Regions from separate parts of the Rattus norvegicus genome. Here region 1 is linked to region 2. Evidence: chromatin contacts called from public Hi-C data. All regions are on one chromosome and are shown on one strand. Each heading gives the region's core, a stretch centred on a gene start, on an enhancer-like site or on the middle of the called end of the contact. The rest is flanking DNA. Distances are from core to core; before and after follow the strand shown.

What was found. A called contact is a pair of places that touch in the nucleus more often than the background predicts.
Region 1: a contact with region 2 is called in a Hi-C map of Schwann cells, with 4 times the contacts expected there. The contact joins the promoter of Utrn here to the enhancer-like site in region 2. A contact is called at or near these places in 3 of 12 Hi-C or Micro-C datasets (Schwann cells, frontal cortex and mammary epithelial cells).

The regions. Positions count from the first base shown.
Region 1 is chr1:9,040,388-9,047,564 of GRCr8, reverse strand. Utrn (utrophin) reads left to right here and starts at 3,078. Exons shown (of 75, transcript NM_013070.2): 1 at 3,078-3,176.
Region 2 is chr1:8,876,438-8,883,260 of GRCr8, reverse strand. It overlaps Utrn (utrophin), which reads left to right. Exons shown (of 75, transcript NM_013070.2): 20 at 1,900-2,141; 21 at 2,707-2,887; 22 at 5,355-5,500. Among named protein-coding and RNA genes, the nearest start is that of Utrn, 160 kb to the left of the region's middle. Within about 2 kb of position 4,125, at least 48 of the 93 cell types and tissues checked have an H3K27ac peak or open chromatin away from gene starts, as enhancers often do. A contact at or near this core is called in Schwann cells, where this site is marked.

The DNA.
Region 1 (7,177 bases), core at 1,829-4,328, 170 kb before region 2:
CTCTTGTTCTGGGCCTCCTTCTGGCTGGCTTTCTGCTTGCTGACAGCCACGAGGTGTGCACACTCTGCCACAGGCTCTGCTACCACAATGTTCTTTCTGGCCTTGCCTTAGGCTGGAAGCAATGGATCCAGCCAGCCTCAGCCTGCATCCGCTGCTACCGAGAGCTAACATGAGTCTTTCCCGTCAGTCACAGTGACGGTAATCTATACCACACACTTGATCTGAAATCAGGAATCTTGAATGTTCTTGCTTGCACGTCTTATCTCACCTAAATGAATCCTACATTCTTCTAGGGCGAGATCTATGTTGGCTTTCTATGTATCGTTGGCCACAGCAAGCCTCGTACCGATGCTGGCTAATGGGAGGAGTGGAAGTGGACGAGAAAGTCAATCAGTTCCTACTAGGTGATTAGATTCTCTTCGGCTTGTATGGAGAGCATCCTCCAAGGTGAAGTTAAGTCAGACTTTATAAAGAAGTCTCTTCTGTCTCAGCCCTCAGTACTCGAGACCCCAGAGGTTTTCAACTGGTGATTAACACGAGGCTAGTGAATTATTTTCACTGGCTCATAAATTAACCCTCCAGGATTAAGGAAGCACATATAACACAGATTTCATTTAGTCCAAGATAGGTCTTGGCTAACCCTGTAAACTTGCAACAAGTTTTGCAAACAGATGTAAGTTTGCTTGAAAAAAAAAAAGAAAATAAATAAATAAATAAAGAAAGAAAGAAAGAAAGAAAAAGAAAGAAAGAAAGGAAGGAAGGAAGAAAGAGAGAAAGAAGAGAAGGAAGGAAGGAAGGTTTGGCAGATGGTGCCACTGGTAAGGCCCCTGATGAATATTAAAGTCTGAAGATTTGAGTCTGAACCCTGGATTCCTCATAAAGGTGTAAAGTGAGTGAGAACTGTCTCGACAAAGTTGTCCTCTGACTTCATGTGTGCACTGTCACCAGCACCCCAACACCATACATCATGTACACACACACACACACACTCCTACACACACACTCATACACACACATTCATACACTCTCTCACACACATTCACTCTCACACACACATTCACACACTCATACACACACTCATACACACACTCATACACACACTCATATACACACTCACTCATATACACACACACACATTCACACACACACTCATACACACACATTCACATTCTCACACACTCATACACACACTCGTATACACACTCATATACACACTCACATACACTCATACATACACTCATACATACACATTCACACTCACACACACATTCACTCTCTCTCACACACACTCATACACACACACTCACACACTCATACACACACACTCATACAAACGCATTCACACACTCTCACACATACACTCATACACACACACTCGTATACACACTCACTCATATACACACTCACATACACATTCATACATACACTCATACACACACATTCACACTCACACAAACATTCACTCTCACACACATTCACTCTCTCTCACACACATTCACTCTCTCACACACACACTCATACACACACTCATACACACACACTCATACAAACACATTCACACACACTCTCACACACACTCTAACACACACACTCATATACACACTCACTCATATACACACTCACACACTCACACCCATGCACTCACACCCACACACTCATGCACACACACTCACACACTCTCACACACATTCACACACTCTCACACACACATTCACACACTCTCACACATATATTCACACTCTCTCAGACACACATACATTCATACACTCATACCCATGCACTCACACTCACACCCACACACTCATGCACACACATACTCACACACTCATATACACACTAACACACACTCACACCCACGCACTCACATGCACTCACACTCACTCACACCCACACACTCACACCCACACACTCATGCACAGAGAGAGAGAGAGAGAGAGAGAGAGAGAGAGAGAGAGAGAGAAATTTAAAGGTTAGCACCGACGTTATTTGTGTATATGCACATATAAGGACACTTGGGGTTGTTTAAACAGCATTTAAAAAAGATGCTAAGAAAATTGTATAAAATAAATATACCCTTGGATTTAGAACCGCAAACTCAACAACCTCAGTAAACAGAAATGGGATGAGTTGGCCAGCAGGTCGAGATTTATTTAAAATAAAAACTAAAAGAAAAAAAAAAAAAAGCACTCGGTTAACAGACACCTAGTGTGCCTAGGGGGGCGTGACACCCATTTTCGGACAATTTGAATAAAAGGCACGGTGCGTGCGCATGGTGCCTACTCCAGCTTCTGCCTTCCAGCATGCACGACTGGTTCCGGGATTCCCGCACCGCGCACCGCACGGAGCGGGCGGCTGCGGCTGGGAGGGCGCTTAGGGCTAGTGCTGATTGACCGGGCGCGCGGTCAGGTGACCCGAGGCGCCACGTTCCGGGAGCCCGGCTCCCAGTGGCTTCCCAGGCCCGGGCAGGGCCGAACCCGGAGCCTAGGGGGACAGGTCTCTCCCGGAGAACAAAGTTGCTGGGCCGGGGCCCCGAGCCCGGGGCGCGCGAGCGGCTAGGCGTCTGATCCGACCCGTGGGATCCACGGCTCCGAGGCTGGGCGGTCCGTGCTGAGAGAAGCGAGCTCCTTCCCGGGTGGCGGGCCGACCCAGCAGCGCCCCACCCTCGCTCTCCAACAAAGGGGCAGGCGGCGGCCGGGGGAGGACCAGGAGGAGGAGCCGGAGCAGCGAGCAGCTCTCGCGCACAAAGTTGTGGAGTCGTCCTTCCCCGGAGGAGGGGAGCGGGCAGCGCCGGGCGCGGGATTTCTCCCGCCCAGGGCCGAGGAGGAACCTTGGGCTCCCTCAGCGGATCCGGCGACCTCCGGGAGAGGCGTCCCTTTTCTTTGGGGTCATTCCTGTAGAGGGAAAACTCCAGCGTGCGCCTGCCCCCCGGGCTAGCGTTTGGACTGTTTTGTTTTTGGCGGAACTACCGGGCAGGAAGATTGCACAAGTCAGGGGGCGTTTCCAATCGGGTGTCAATTTTGGATCCCCCCACCCCCTTTGGATTTTGTCGGGCTTTCCACGTTTCATTAAAAAAAAAAAAAAAAGGAAAACCAAAATTCTCCTAAGGTCCAACGCAAGCTCCCCACTACCCGAACACGCCCAGAGGAACCCTGGGGCCTCTGGGACTTGGTTAGCAGGTAAGCCCATGCATTATTGAAGCTTCGGGCTGGGTAATGTGACCGCAGTCCCGGAGGGAACGGGGCGGGGGCTGAAAGGAAAGGAGGTGGGTCCTTTCTGCAGTTCCACCGCCTGGGTCCCGAAGTAGCTGTTGCCAACTTCTGCACTTTCCCTGGAAGCTCTGCGTCTTCTGACTGGGCGGGAGAGAGCTGGGATGAGAAGGTGGGAATCTGTACTGGTCGCCAAGGTCTCAAATTCCTAGGTCTAGTTTAGCGCTGTTGTCTTGTCCCTCCCTTGAGAGGAGAGGGTGCTGTCGCCTGTCTGTTTATCGCCCCAAGCAGGGCAGCAGGACTAGCGATCTTCAAGAGGGGACGTGGCCTCTTTGGAGAGCTTGTCACACACCTCCGGTTCCCGGGAAGGCGGGGCCCGGGCGGTGTCCCGGAGGAGAGGGTGGGGAGGGCGGCTGTATAGTGGGAGGGTTGGGGAGCGCTTTCTAGCCGGCCTCCAGGCTGGGGGCGTGCTCGACCTCTCGGTAGTTGCCGTTCCTCAGGGTGGGGCCCCAGTGTGGCGAGGTGGCCAGCTCCCTGCCTGCAGCTCTGGAGAGACTGAGGGGTTAGGGATATCTCATTGGTGCGCAGTCCCGCGCGGCTGCCTGCTTTTCCGGACTCTTGGCATCCCTCACTGCAACTGACAAGGTAATTCTTGCCCCTCTTTGGCCTGGGTCTGAGGCTTTGCTTGCCCAAGGCCACTTTAAAAGCCAACAAAGAGCTAATTGTAAGCTGTGCAACTTTTAGAAGGCACTTTGTTCAAAGAGACTTTTCAAGTCCCTAGATTCCGACCGTGCGGCGTTCCAGGGTTATTTCAAGGGGAGGAGAAAACGTGTGTTACTCTTCAGAGTCAGGGACCCGCCTTTTTTAAACCCCCAAATTGGAGATCCTGGGTGTAATTCCGGGCTCCACTCTTTGGAGTCACTGAGGTAGCATCCTTTATTCGTCTTGCCTTCAGATACCTGGGTCACCAGTATCTGGAGAGGTAGGCTCTCCATGCATTTGAGTGGGAGGGTTTGCCGCGGCCAGAGCGCACGAATTCCGGAAGAGATAGGATCTCCAGGGTGGCGCGGTAGCAGCCTCATCTATTCCGTTGGAACTTGCCCTGGGCCTCTGAAGTCAGGCTGGACCCGCGGGGGCTGGCTGCTGCTGGGCGCTGGGGACGCAGCCTGCAGATTACACTGGTGCCTGCCTGTAAGAACTGGAGGAATTTGAAGCTCGTGGGTCGTTCAGTCCCGAAGACAAGGCAGTGAGGGGCATAGGCCATTCCCGCTGAAGCGCCCCGCCCCCCACCAGCATTTATGAGACCTTCGAGATAGCTCTTTAACCAAAAATTTATTGCGCCCGTAAACAGCATTAATCACAGTGGCATTAACCTTTCCTGGAGCGCTTCTAGTGTGAATGAATGGCAGTTCTTGGCACTCAGCGGTCTCCTTTACAAGCAGAATGGCAAACTTGTTCCTCGGCTTCCCTCTCCAGCATTCCTAGCTTTTGACCACTTGTGAGTGACTAGTGTTTGCAGGACTTAGCTTTTCTTCACAGCTGCTTGATTGAATATTCCTTTATGATGACACCTTTTGAATGTTGCAGATTCTTGAACTTTTGCCTATAAAGCCACCAACCCTGGCGTTCTGTTTTGATATGACAGAGAAGCATCCACCCTGAAGAGCCTGTGCTGTGGTGCGCGTCAGTTTCTGTGGGGAAACTGAATGGCATCGGCTGTTATTTTTGAGAGGAGAGCAATTATGTATAGGGCTCCTGTCCAACCTCTGGGTCATTCACCTCTAGTTTCTCCCTTACCCCCGTGTGGAATGTGGCTCCTTCCATTCCACGGGCGTGGGTGGAAGTGGAGTCTCTTTGGGACACATCGTTACTAAGAAAATTTTGATTCTGTCCCCATGTAACTCTACCAGCAGTTACAGAGTTACAGTTGCCATAGCGTTTTATTTATGTTATTTTGAGAAAGGGTTTCGGGTTGGGGATTTAGCTCAGTGGTAGAGCGCTTGCCTAGCAAACGCAAGGCCCTGGGTTCGGTCCCCAGCTCAGAGAGAGAGAGAGAGAGAGAGAGAGAGAGAGGGAGAGAGAGAGAGGGAGAGAGAGAGAGAGAGAGAGAGAGAGAGGGAGAGAGAGAGAGAGAGAGAGAGAGAGGGTTTCACTATGTGGCTTAGGCTGGCTTTGAACTGGCACTCCTCTTGCTTCAGCCTCCGAAGTAGCTGGGGTTATAGGTGTGCACCACCACACCTGGTTTGCATCTGGAAGTTTGGAAGGAGGTAACCTTTAACTTTCCAACTCAACATGGAGCTCCTGGAACATTCGCGGCCACAAGAGTTGGTGGCTGGTAAATGTTTTAAAGGACCTTCTCTTAATGTGTTCGTCCTCATTCTTTTCCAGTTTATTGATTTTTTTTTTTTTTGGTCCTGCTATGTTTTTGCAGTGTAGTAGGAATTTGCATTATCAAGAAGAGAAGATTGGAAAAAATTATCCCAAGGAGAATGACAGAATCAAACATTATGATGAAGAAGCATTATTGGTCCTATGCAAATGAAACCTGTGTACAAGAGTTAACTTTCTCTCAAAATGAAATTGGCGGCATTGTGTGTGTGTGTGTGTGTGTGTGTGTGTATGTGTGAGCATGTGTGCCTTTTTAAAATATGGCTCTGTGGTTAAGAGAGAGTTCAGGTTCATTTTCTTATGTCCATTTCTGGCATCCTTGGGCACCAGGTATACACACGAGGTAGACATTCACATATAAATTGAAAAAAAATGCATTTTTAGATATTTATTTATTTATCGAGTGTGTGGTGATCAGGCTTAGCGGCAGGTCCCTTCCTAATAGAGAGGACACGTCTTTGAGGAGCCTAACTGTGGAGGTCCCTGGATAAAACCAGATGTGAAGTAGCACAATAGACCTGTCTTTCAAAGGGACCTCATTCCAGAAAAGAGACTTTTTCTTAGGCAACTGGATTCCCCATAATAGAATGTTTACATAATCTGTGGATAAGATTTTGGTTCTCTAATATATTAAAGATACACATAAAAGTTTAGCAAATCTTTTACACTTTCAAGATAGGAATATATTAGCTTTTGATTGTATTCTTTGTGGGGAGGTGTTCCCCATCCCCCAAGCCTCATGTAGCCCAGGCTGGCCTCAAACTCTCTGTACAGTAGAAGGTAGCTTTAAACTCTGGCTTCTCCAGCTGGAGTCACTGGTCCACTCCTGGTGGAAGCTGCTAGGCAAATGGCCAGGCTGCCAGGCTTCTTGCCTGGTTACTTTTGACTTTAATTTCATTTTTGTAGTTCTGGGGAGCAAACCTAGAACCATGCCTACCCTAGGAAAGCAGAGAATCACATCTTCAGCCCTTTGGTTTATTTTTAATTTTTAAGACGACTAGTTTGGGATTTATTCTGTAGCTCAGGCTAGCCTAGGATTTTGAGAACCGTCTTTTCTCTGTCTCTTAAGTACTGGGACTACAGCTGTGAGTCACTATACTCAGGTCTGTGTATAGTCATAATAAACATTTAAGAAGTTTTTTTTAATGTCCTATAAAGTCTGGGAGGCTGATGAGCCCATCCATCTATTGAGAGGAAATGGTTCTTAAAGCTTTAACAATTTACCAGTGTTCCTTTCCTTCAACCGTTTTTGACTCTCATTTTGCTCTTATTAATGGACTCCTCTCACTTCCTGAGTTGCAGAAAAAGAAAGTTACTATGCGGTATAATGTTCATATTTATATAATAAAGAAGTGCTGTATGCTACAGTGATTGGATACTGAATAATAGAACATGCATCGTGATACAAATGTGAAATTTAAAATAACGGTATAGTACAACTCATTTCTCGAAATAACGATTGAGGCTGGAGAGATGGCTTCTTGGCTCAGAGCACTTCTTACTCTTGTAGAGGCCCCAGGTTCGCTTCTTGGCGCCCATTGTGAGCGGCTCACAATTACCTGTAACTCCACATTTAGGGAGTA
Region 2 (6,823 bases), core at 2,876-5,375:
AAAACTGTGCTTTTTTTCTTGTCCATGACTCTGTGAACAGTGATGCTGGCACACAGACTGTGGTGTGAATGCCTTGCACACAGACTGTGGTGCCTTGCTAAGGTTTAATGACCTCTTAGCATTTTGCTGGGGGGGGGGGTGGTTGCTCACTTCAACAGCTGATGTGGGTGGTGCCTCTCAATCACAGCCTGCATGCTTGTCTCTCTGATTCCTAGGGGGGATGTAGTGCGACACAAAACCTTCTGAATTTGTACTGTTGGTGAAATGGGTGGGTTCTTGCTCTCCATGACATTTTCCTTTCAAGCTGAGTCCCCGCTCCTGTGGATCTTGATCATATATGTCAACAGAGATGGCCCCTTTCAGCTGCACTCCTACTTGCATCCCGAAGGAATCGAGTCTCTCCTTTCAGCACGAATGTCTGCCTCATAGATTCGGTTGCCGTAGTACAATCTAAGCTTACAAATGAGTGAGACTCAGACTATGGTGATTTTATTTGGCTTTGACAATTGCCGAGGTGGGAGGCAACCCCTAATCTGCTTTTCTGATTGCTGGCCTGGCTACCTCCCCAGCAGTGTACCCCAGATACTTGCTGTTTCTCCTGGGCATGGTCTCGTGGTCCACCTCCCCTCATGGCCCCTTGTCCTGTCTCCCCCTCGTTCTTTCAGTTTTCCCGTGCTCAACCAGGTAACTTAAAAACCTGCCTACCTTTGATCTCTCCAGTAAGTGGCTGTAGCCATTTTTATTTAACCAATAGTTTTAAATTAAGGAACAAGGTTTGTACACAAAAGCTGGTAATTCACCGATAGGCCTAGACCTTCTGGTACAGAATTTAGCAACGCAGTCCGTAGCAACAGACCAGACCTCAATAGGTTTCCACTTCCCTGTACCTCCTCACACTCATTTAAAAAATGATTTAATGATATTTTATAGCACTGAGAAGAATGTGGAAAGACGTGTTGTTATAGATATTTTTTTCATCATTTCTAAAAGCATTGCGTACCTTTCTAAAATCTGGGGGGGGGGGTAATGTAAGATTCTTAGTGGCTGGAGAGATGGCCCAGTGGGTAACGGTTTTTGCCACCAGACCTAATGACTTAGATCCTTCCCTGGGATCCGCATGGTGGAAAGAGAGAACCAATTTTAGCGGTTTGCCCTCTGACCTCCACGTGCAGACCGTGGCATATGGCAGCCCCCAATGCAGGATAAGTAAATAAATATAAGAGCTTATAAGATGAACATAATCTAATGGCATTTCTGAGGTGTATATATAATAGCTACTGCCATGATTATTTTGGCATTGTTTGTATTTACTTATTTTGTTCAGAGTACTTTATAAGCTTCTCGATGCTTCGTGAGCCTGGCACCTGGCTTACTGTTCCTACATGTACCCATTTGCTTGCAGGCAAGGGGACTCTTGCACCTTTTGTCACCCTAGACTCGAGCCAGCTCTGAGTTTTGCTAGCCGCTTGCTTCGATTTCCTATGGCAGAAGGCGTGTTCTCTGACGTCAACACTCTGCACAAATTCAGGCATCTGAGTTGATTTGCCTGCACCAGATTATAAACCAGCAGAGTGTTACCGTGTCAAGGGTGGAAACATGGCGTACAGAAGAGGAACTGGCTGGTGCTTTGTAGATGTATCTTGTGAGATGGCCACCTCATCCCTGAATTGTTAGTGTTCCCGATTCCCCTTAGGTCAAGGGGTTAAAGCATACCCAGTTATTAGCAAGCACATCATGATGATTTTTAGTTGCGTTAGAAGGGACCTAAGGGTATGACCGTTGCATGTGACATTGCCTCATCTTCTGCTATGGTAGATGTCTACGGCCAACTCTAAACAATTTTGGTATTGCTATGTGAAGTGTCTGCTTTGATGCACTTAGACCTTTTTGTTTCTGTAGAAGGCCTTTTGGCTGAAGAAATAAACGACGTTCTGGAAAGGGTTTTGTTGGAGTGGAAGATGATCTCTCAGCAGCTGGAAGATCTGGGAAGGAAGATCCAGCTGCAGGAGGATATAAATGCTTATTTTAGGCAGCTCGATGCTCTCGAAAAGACCATCAGGGCGAAGGAAGAGTGGCTGAGGGATGCATCCTTTTCTGAATCACCCCAGCGGTCTTTGCCAAGCTTAAAGGATTCCTGCCAGGTAGGATGAGAAATGGTTGGACTATAGGACTATAGAGCCTTTGTGGGCTGAGTCTCATGTATAAATAGGAGATGTCATCCTGTGTGTGATGAATGATGTGTGTGTGTGTGTGTGTGTGTGTGTGTGTGTGTGTGTGTCTACTCATGGATGCCAGAAGAGGTCAATCTCATAGATGCCGTAAGAGGTCAGAAGAGGACATTACCCTTCACACTCTACTCTGTTCCTTTGAGACATGGCCTCTCGCTGAACCTGGAGCCTGATGTCTAATAAGTTCCAGATATCCTCCTGTCTCTGCCCTCCCATAACATCAGGGTGTGGCAATACCCACATTTTTACATGGGTGCTGGCATCCATTTTTGCACAGCGAGGGCTCTGCCCCACTGAGCCGTGTCTGTAGCCCAAGAAGCTGTATCTCGTGAAGGCAAAGGTCCTATAGTCTGAGGAGAAAGTGGAGAGTCGGTGAACGTGGATCTTGTGTCATGGGCATTGTGTGCATTTTCTTCAGAGCTCTTCATGGGGGCACTCATCTTCAAGGAGTGAAGTGACTGTGTTTTCTCTTCCTCAGAGGGAACTGACAGACCTCCTTGGCCTTCACCCCAGAATTGAGATACTGTGTGCAAGCTGTTCAGCCCTGAGGTCTCAGCCCTCTGTCCCAGGTTTTGTCCAGCAGGGTTTTGATGACCTTCGACGTCACTACCAGGCTGTGCAGAAGGCTTTAGAGGAATACCAACAACAGCTAGAAAATGGTAAATATGGGCTCTCTGCTGCAGCCACTTCTCTCTGCCTGTCTCCGACTCTTGTTTCTGTCTCTGTCTCTCCATCCCTCTCTCCTCTCGATTTGCCTTAATCCAAAAATTACTCCCATCTGAGTTTCATCCCGGCTTCAAGCTGTCTTCCTCTGTACCCCTGTGGCTTTGTGGCTTGACATCTTATAATATATTCAGACTTGGCCAGGTGGTGGTAGCACACGTCTTTAATTCCAGCACTTGCGAGGCAGGGGCAGGAGCGGAGGCAGAGGGATAGGCAATCTGAGGTGGAGGTCGGGCTGGCCTAAAGAGTGAGTTGTAGGCGAGCCAGAGCTACACAGAGAAACCCTGTGTGAACAACAAGGAGTGAAGTGACTGTATTTTCAAGACCCCCCTCCCCATACCCCCCTCCCCAAACCCCCCTCCCCTCCAAAAAAAACCAAGTCAACTTGACATGCTCTAAAATTGTGTAAGTAGGATGTAATGACTTCTGGAAGATTCTTGTTTTCCTTTTGTGGCGATGGGTTGAACCCCAGTGCTTCATGCTTGCCAGGCACGTGGTTTGCATTCCCTCCCATATGGAGAATTTTATGGGAGAAGCAACTTTGCTCGGATCAAACAAAAACATCACCGGTTTCTGCTTGCTCCCAGTGGTTAAGGTTTCAGTAGCCCCACTCCATCCTTGAAAAGAAACCCTTTTGCTCTCCCGGAATTTGAACAAAGTTGAACAAGTTGGAATGGCAGAAGTTGGAATGAAGCTGGCTGGGGTAGCCGGATTTGGAACGCTTGTGTGTGCCTTCTCTTCAGCTGCTGCACTAAGTTGTTATGTGCCGTGCGCACTCCGTGCCGCGTGTACTCGGTGCCGTGTGCACTCGGTGCGGTGACTGTGACCTCCAGCACTGGTAACTCCTGCACATTATGCACAGGCGTTAGGAAGGTGTGCGTGTTAGACAAAGGCATCACATTACTTTTCTTTTGACTGTGCATTTGGGCTTCATGCATTTTGCTCACAGAAACCTGTTAACTTACAGTGTGACGTAAAAACCAGAGAAGATGCCTGTTGGGGTAAAAATGAAAGAGGATTGTTTGCTACCAGTTCCTGCGAGCCGAATCGGCTTACTCTGGCTGCTACTTTGCCATGTGGTCCGCAAGACGCCCTCTCCTGGCTGTCTCCCTTTCAGCCGCCCTCTCCGCGCCTGGTCCCCTTGGGGATAGTTACCACCTCTGGCGCGCGCACACGCATACGCACGTGCACACACACTCGCGCGCTCACGGGCACACACACGCATATACATGCCCGCGCCCACACACGCGCGCCCACACGCGCGCGCACCCACGCACGCGCACACAGACGCACCTACGCGCGCGCGCAAACACGCAAACACACGCGCGCACACACGCACGCATGCACGCACGCACACATACCGCGCGCACACGCACACACGCGCGCGCGCGCACGCACGCACGCACGCACGCACGCACCTCATTCCGTGGACCCAGCGCGTTCTCATTCTGCACAGGCAACAGAACCAGATCCGCATGTTCCAACTGCCCCTCAGCCATTTCTTTCACACGCTGTTCTCTTTAGCCGGGTAAAAATCGAAGTTCCAGAAACTTATAATTTAGCAATTAGATTTACATGTTAAATTCTCAAGCCACAATTCATCCATACAATAAATCCACTGCCAGTTGATAAAGACAAGATAAAATCCATCTAAATCTGAACCATCTTCCTCCGTAGACTCCATCTTGATCTCTCCCCTTCCTCCTCTCTCCTGCTGTCCAATCATGTAGCGCCATGACTTCAACCTACAGATGCATCTCCCGGCTGGGCTGACCCGTGCAAGCAAAGCTTTTCGTTTTGACAAGGACCAGGAGGAGGCGGTTGAACTTACGCTGCTAATTACTTTCACCTCTTGGTGCTTCTCATTCAACTCACTTCCTCTTCTGTACAAATGCTGATTGTTTGAGATTTTTCCAGAGGCACAGAGGGATCCGCTGTGGTAGCTGGCGGTTTCCAATCACCCCTGTTTCTCAGGGTCTTAGGGTTCCCATACAGTTTGTGTACACTCGTGGGATTTCAGGAAGGCTAGTGGAGGGGTCTTTGCGTCCTTTTATTCTTTGTTGTAGCTTTTTTGGGGAAGGAGAGGGTGTGTGAGACAGAAGGAACGTTGTCCTTCAAGTTTCATGGAGACATTTTCATCATGATCAAGTGAAGAAAAATGCTAGCGAGTTAATATTTCGAACACCAGCCTCCGGGGGAATGAAGCCTCGGTCTGTCTGTTTGAAATGCCAGAGAGATGGCCGACCTTGTTAGCCGATAGAGAGCCTTTTCATTTGTAATCAGGGGTCTAATTTATTATCTGTTGGAGTCTGCTTATTATATACAGAAGATTAATGGTGCAGACGATAACAGTGGTAGGGTCCTAGTGTTGTTTTCCCTCAGTAAGCATGTTTCAATTGTCAGAGCTGAAGAGCCAGCCTGAACCTGCGTATTTGGACACACTGAACACTCTGAAAAAAATGCTAAGCGAGTCAGAAAAAGCAGCCCAGGCCTCTCTGAGTGCCCTGAACGATCCCTCAGCGGTGGAGCAGGCCCTGCAGGAGAAAAAGGTAAGCTGTCTCTGGGAGCGCAGACCCTTTCTGAGAGTTGGTGTTAATGTATTTGAAGTGTTCTTTTCAGTGATTTAAAAAAAAAAAGGTCATTTTTTAATTTCTTTAAAGATTGTTAAAACGTTGCTTCAAAAATAACAGATTAAATAGAATTTATTTTGTTGTTTTGTTTATTATTGTTCATTATTGGCATTATTGTGGAGGTGGGTGTGTGCTGTCCCGAGGATGACTTTGGGAACTTTGTTTTCTCCTCCACTATGAATTCCAGGGTTGGAGTTCACTCTGTCTTTAGCCTTGTGCGGTTGCCATCTTCCTCTGTTGAGCCAGGCCTACGAAGATACATTATTAAGTGGTACCAGGAAAAATGTCTTTTTTTTTTTTTTTATCATTCACATAACATTCTAAACCTGTTCCTAATTTACCAGATATATCTCCCAAAATGGCATGAGGTGTATTAAGTGAACTAATTTCTTTTTTTTTTAAAGTCTATTTATTATATTTACAAGTACACTGTAGCTGTTTTCAGACTCGCCAGAAGAGGGCATCAGATCTCATTACAGATGGTTGTGAGCCACCATGTGGTTGCTGGGAATTGAACTCAGGACCTCTGGAAGAATAGTCAGGGCTCTTAACGATGAGCCACTTCTCCCTCCATTCCTTCCCTCCTTCCCTCCCTCCCTCCCTTCCCTCCCTTCCCTCCCTTCCTCCCTCCCTCCCTCCCTTCCCTTCCTCCCTCCCTCCCCCCCCTTCCTCCCTCCCCCCTCTTTCTTTCTTTCTTTCTTTCTTTCTTTCTTTCTTTCTTTCTTTCTTTCTTTCTTTCTTTCTTTCGAGACAGAGTTTTACTGTAGTGCAGGCTGGCTTAGAACTGACAGCAGTCCCCCTGCCTCTGCCCTCCGAGTGCTGGGAGCCACATAAATTATTTTGACTAAATCACTCTCCTGCTTCTTTATTCCAGTGGCCTAAAGGCTCTATACCAGTGGTTTTCAACCCTCCCAATGCTGTGGCCGTTTAATACAGTTCCTCATGTTGTGGTGACCCCTAACCATAAAATTATTTTCAATGTTACCTCTTGACTCCAATTTTGCTACTGGTATGAATCATAATGTAAACCTTTGATATGCATAATATCTGCAGCCCCCATGAAAGGGTTGTTAGACCCCCAAAGGAGTCTTGACCATCAGAACGAGAAGTACTGCTCTACTCTACAGAGTACTTGATAAAAAAGACTAACTCTTGACCTTAGGCTCTTGTCCTACACTGTGTGAGCTGTTATGGGGGTTTTGATATACAAAATATATTTGCTACCCCCACTTAACTTATGAA